2 separate regions of the Mus musculus genome follow, and region 2 is linked to region 1. The links are chromatin contacts, called in public HiChIP or PLAC-seq maps. All regions are on one chromosome and are shown on one strand. The core of a region is the stretch at or near the end of the contact, and the rest is flanking DNA. Distances in the headings are between cores, read along the strand shown. Region 1 holds the start of Rpl39l (ribosomal protein L39-like). Region 2 overlaps Atf7ip2 (activating transcription factor 7 interacting protein 2).

Region 1 (2,700 bases), core at 85-2,584:
GCCAGGCACGGGCATAGCCTCACAAGAGACAGCTATATCAGGGTCCTTTCTATTGGCTTAGATATGTATCTGAGCAATGTAGGGTGAAAAGGCCAAAGGAAAAACACCCTGACCCCAGGCACAAAGGCCAAGAAACAAAATCCTACCAATCCCTGAGTTTGACCCAAGCTCAGGACTTGAAATCCCACCAATCCTGCCCCCTGGAAATTACCCACCAAGAAACCCTGGGACTATGTGACAAAGATACATGAGCATAACTCCATTTCACCAGAAGCAGACTGTGCTCTAATACAGACAATGAAAGACAAGCTGTCCAAGAGAATAAAGGTTGTGCACTGAGGCACATCAGGGTGAGGCTCTGTGGGTTCTGAAGGCAGAAATGACTATCGGGATGGTGTCCAGTGGAAAGCTTACTGCCTTAGGTTCCACCCCATAGTCTCAGATAAGGAGCATTTTTGCTGAATCTATCTTTGAGTCATGGTTTCTTTCATATAGGAACCATCTGTGCTACCAGGTACTGTTGAGAGTAGGAAGCTTCCATGTCAGATGGAGATAGTTTTACCCTTTAATAGGGACCAGTTTATCTTTAGACGACATGGTGTGAGTCAGAGAAAATGCAGCTGACACTGGACACAGGAGCTATAACTTAGTACAAAATGTCTATAGAGCCCCCAAACCAACAGTGACTGAATGGACTGTAGAACTATCCTGGCAGAATGCCACTTTTATGTGGGTTCGGTATAAACATGGGTTTGAGGTCAGAAGCCTTTGCGGGATTCTTTGCCAGCTTTGTCAGTTTGAGCTCCTGGACTTAATTACGGGCATGGATCGTACATGTGGCTTTGACATGTGATTTTGCTTTTGGAGGCAGGGTCGTATGTAGCCCTGGCTAACTTGGCAATTGCTATGTGTGGCCAAGAGTGACCTTGAACTTCTTTTTTCTTTTACCTCTCAAATATTGGGATTATGAACAAGAGCAACTACGGCACATGACATGTTATTTTTTTATATCCTTTCATGTCTGCAAGCTTTTTATCTGCAGATAATTCATAACATATTTTGAGTCCTGGGGGTGGAGAGCAGCATTCCTGTTATACTTGAGAGGTGAACATTTCCGTCCTGTGCAATAGTATTTGGCAGTTTCTGAATCTCAAGCTCCTAAGGCCTTAACAGTTCTAACAGACATCCCCGGAAGACTAGCAAGCGCAAGGTACCGAGACTCAGCCCCAGAATTTGCCGTACCCGGAAGCGCTGGAAGCTAGCGCTTGCTTTACGTAATCCGCGCCTGCGTACTTTCAACACCCACTGCCTCTCCCTAGCTCCCAGGCCTTTCCGGATTTCCGGTGGTCGCCATTCTTTTAACTGCCGAGCCTGCAGCAGCGTGGTTGGTCTGGTGTGTGGTCCAGGGCTCCCGCGGTGCAGGGCTCACAGGTGGGTCGCTGTGTGGCATTGCGGCCTGGGCTTGTGCTACCACCTCAGCTTTGGGGCTCAAGGAAACTTTCGGTTTTTTGTTTTTTCTAGGAAACCCGGCAGAGTCAGGCGCTCAAATCCACCCTGCCTTTCCAAGTTCAAATCTGGTTTAAACTCGCCGGGAAGAGGTAAGAGGAAACACTATATGGCAGTTAGTTGTTTTTTTTAAAGCCCAGCAATTTCCTTTTAGATCTTTGTAGTGGTTTTTCTCCTGAGTTGTGGTCCCCTTCCCTTTCCTTTACTCGGCCCTTTTGTTTCCCTTACAAACATTTCCAATGATTTCGTCCTCTTGATCCACTTTTACTTTGACTGTGTTGAGGCGAATTTCTACCTCAGGCTGGGATTAAACCTAGGACTTCCTGTATGCCACACAACTGCCACCCGAGCTACATCCTCAGCCCTGCAGCCCCATTTGGATTGATTTTACAGAAGGAACTCGTGATGTCCCCTTATGTATTAGAGAGTCTCTTCGTTGACAGTTATAATGCTTGGGGCTTTGAACAGGATTTAGATATCTAGTTAGAACCTTCTACACAAATCGGGTTACCATGTCTTCCTATGGGGCCAGAGATATGACTCAGGTCCTGTTCCCCTGACTAGTATTTAAAGAGTACTGCAGTTTCCATCCTTGGCTTAATACAAGGTTGATTATGTGTATTCATGGGGCCCTGACTCTAGTGTCCTCCAAAGCATGTTAAAGCCTAACTAGTTGCCAACACCAGTTTTGAGAGATATGATACAGGAAGAAGGATACTCAGTGATTACCATGCCTTTGGAAGTCAAGCAAGGAGTCTTAACCAAAGTAAAACAGAAAAAGAAGGCAGAGATGACAACTTTTCATACTTTTTGTTACATAGTAGAATCACTCCAATGCAAACAGTCATTGCAATTGGTCAAATAAAATATTAAGGAACACATTTGAAGAACTGCTGGAGGCTTGCAGAATAAGCTAATCTAAGCCACAAAAGCATGGGGCTTTTTAGGGGAGGTGGAGGGCCAGATCTGGTTGGTCAGTACACAGGGCTGGAAATTCCCTGTCAGACTCACATACTCAATGGTCTCATGACACATCAGTGGTACTATCACCGTGGCAGGCTTTTAAAAAGGGGTCCAGTTGAGGATGCTAAGGCTTTCATTTGGTATGTTCAGTATGTTTGGGGCCTTTTGGGTTGAAATGGTTTTGTTATGACTTTGTGCCCGTATGGTTCTCGTGTACTGTTTCTTTTTGTA
Region 2 (2,700 bases), core at 168-2,667, 47 kb after region 1:
GGGATACAGCACCCTCTTCTGGCATTCAAAGTATCAGACATACATGGTACATGCAGGTAGAACACATATTTAAGAGATATTTAACTACATTTAGATAAATAACTATGTATTTTTACATATTTAGTTAGGCAGCCTTCTGGATCCTGAGTTATTACTTACTAATTCCATGTTCTCTTTTGGCTGCTGTGGACCCAGAAGGCTGCCTAACTAGGCTGCGCTCTCCTAACTCCTCCTTGCCATGCCTCTCTGTCCTGTACTCTTTCCAGGCATGGTGTTCTTTTCTCTACACTTTCCTGGCATGGTGGATCTCTCTCTTCTTCCTTGCAGTTCCAAACCTGGAAATACTAAACCCCGCCTATCTCTCTTCTTCCCAGCTGTTTACCAAGCAGAATTAACTGGGGCAGGATCCCTCAGTGTCTTTACATGCAGACTGTCATGCAAACAATTTTGGGGACCTAATTAATATTAGAATATAAGCAACATTAGGCCAAACCCACTATATTTCCCCCGTTTTGTCCAGTTAAAAAGGATCTTTCTCTCAGATAAAAATTGAACACAATTATAACAGTTATGCAAATTATAAGGTATATATATATATATGACATTTGTAATGTTCACTCCATCATATTTGTCAATTTAGATAAAGTATGCTATTATCTATCCTAATTAAAGGATTTTATAATTCTATACTTGAATTATGTCTGATTTGAATTAGCATTACCATCTGAAAACTATTCTTTCAAATCTAGAACATTTTCTTTAATGCTAAATAATTTAAGTTCAATTATGAGACTACAACTAGTCTTCAATCCTGTCAGAGATCTGAGAAGGAATTAAATATTATTTGAATATGTAGGAAGCACAAAGACATAGTTTTGGAAGCCTACCCATGGCTCACATGGACTGGGTTTCACCTGGGAGGCAAGCCAGGGATGAAAAGAGAGGGGAACTGGGCGGTCAAGAGAAAAATGGAGCTAAGTCAAGATTCCTAATCAAAGCTCAGATGTTTAATAGCAAAAGTGCTTATAAAGGGGCAGGGAGGGGAGGCCCATTCCTGCCAATCCATTCTTGGAGCCTGGAACCAGCATGTGCAGGATAGGGTGTAGTCTCTGGAATAGCTCTTGGGCCTCTCAACAGGTAGCAGTGTCTTGAAGGAGAACAGCAGCAGTGGCTGAACAATAGAGTGATCTAGGGAGGAAGGCTCCACCCTAGGTAATCTCCTTAGTAGCAGCAAGGTCAAGGTCTTGGCTCAGCCTGCTTCAGGCTGGGGGAGGTTACAATTTCCCTCCTGTTATTAATATTTAAAAAAAAAGAACCAAGGCATAAAATTTATTTATGCTCTATAGTCCTACCTGGGAGTTATTGTGGCTGGCGGCCGCGCCTGTCTTAGGAAATCTTAGAGCTTCCCAAACCATCTAAATTCCATCTTGAAGGCTACGTGCAGCTTGTTTGTGTTTATTTCACACAAAACATGGCTCTATGGTGTGTTATCAACAGCCACGGCTTTTTAACATGTACCTCTGTCTTAGATTGGTATGGTTCCAAGATCTAGGTGCCTGTCTTTGACTGTCCGGCCCTCATTAGCACACCTTATTCCCAATTCAGACCAAAGCCACAATATGTACTTAGAATGTTTCTTCATGAAGATTAATAACTGCCACCTGTTGGAGGCGAGACTGTACACCTGCTGCAGTCAGACTGAAGGTTGTTAACTAACCTGCTTGAAAAACAAAGTTGAGACAGTGAAAACCAGCAGTATAAAAGCTTCTTTGGGGAAGTCCAGGTACTCCATTCAATTGCAAATTAGCAACAATCAAGCTTAGACTTAGAGATCCTGGTGTGGGGGAGGTGACTTTGAGAATCACAGAAAGGCTGTAACTTTTCTGGGAGAGGAGGCTGTGTGCTCCAAATTAACTTTTCGGCTAAAAAGAATTTTTAGCTATAATCAAGGTCAGAGTCATACAGAGTCATATGATCATCTAACAATTTTTGAAAATCATTCAAAGTCCGTAAGTTGTCTCTGCGAATAACTATCTTCTGGGGAAAAAAAGCTTGATTGTTAAGCCTAAAACCCAATAATTATGAGGATCCTGAGTTTGTATCTTTTCAGGAGTTATCTGTAATCCTTTATCAGCTAAAGCTTTTTGTAAATCTCTATAACACAAAAGCAAATCCTAGGGGTCTTTTCCAGGCAACCCAGGACAAATTCTTAACTGTCCAAAAACAGTCTTAAAGGAACAGTATTTTTTCTTATGAGTTGCATAAGCAATTGCAAACTTGAGAATTAATAGGATCTAAGGAATGAACAATTTTAAGCAATTGTGAGCTCTGGTATATATATATATATATATATATATATATATACCATCTACAGCACACAATTTAATTATCTCTGCTGAAGCAGGAGAAAACTCAAAAGAATAAGCATGTGATCCAATTCACATATACATTTCTCCCATAGATGGGCTGTTTTTAAACACAGTAATTGGGATGCATGCATGCATGAATTTATAGAAGACACAGAAGCATGCATAAAAACAATTTTTTAACTTATCTTTGGGATAATGATTGTCAATTTTATTTAAAATGATGGTATGTAATAGATCAAATATTAATATTCTATAATAACAAAATTAATTGCTGTTTGGAACAAGGAACAGACACTTAGTCAGGTTTTTTTTATTACATATTTTCCTCAAA

Evidence for each region. HiChIP or PLAC-seq counts read pairs in DNA pulled down with a chosen protein or histone mark.
Region 2: an H3K27ac HiChIP or PLAC-seq map of embryonic stem cells shows a contact between it and region 1, with 7 read pairs. The contact joins the enhancer-like site here to the promoter of Rpl39l in region 1. A contact is called at or near these places in 1 of 39 promoter capture datasets (macrophages), 3 of 484 Hi-C or Micro-C datasets (cerebral cortex, embryonic stem cells and nephron progenitors), 1 of 115 datasets of contacts at active chromatin or transcription factors (embryonic stem cells) and 1 of 9 other capture datasets (liver).

Annotation. Positions count from the first base shown.
Region 1 is chr16:10,168,894-10,171,593 of GRCm38.p6, forward strand. Rpl39l (ribosomal protein L39-like) reads left to right here and starts at 1,335. Exons shown (of 3, transcript NM_026594.2): 1 at 1,335-1,431; 2 at 1,522-1,598.
Region 2 is chr16:10,215,439-10,218,138 of GRCm38.p6, forward strand. All of the region lies in intron 6 of Atf7ip2 (activating transcription factor 7 interacting protein 2), which reads left to right. Among named protein-coding and RNA genes, the nearest start is that of Gm24667, 21 kb to the right of the region's middle. Within about 2 kb of position 1,418, at least 7 of the 459 cell types and tissues checked have an H3K27ac peak or open chromatin away from gene starts, as enhancers often do. A contact at or near this core is called in embryonic stem cells, where this site is marked.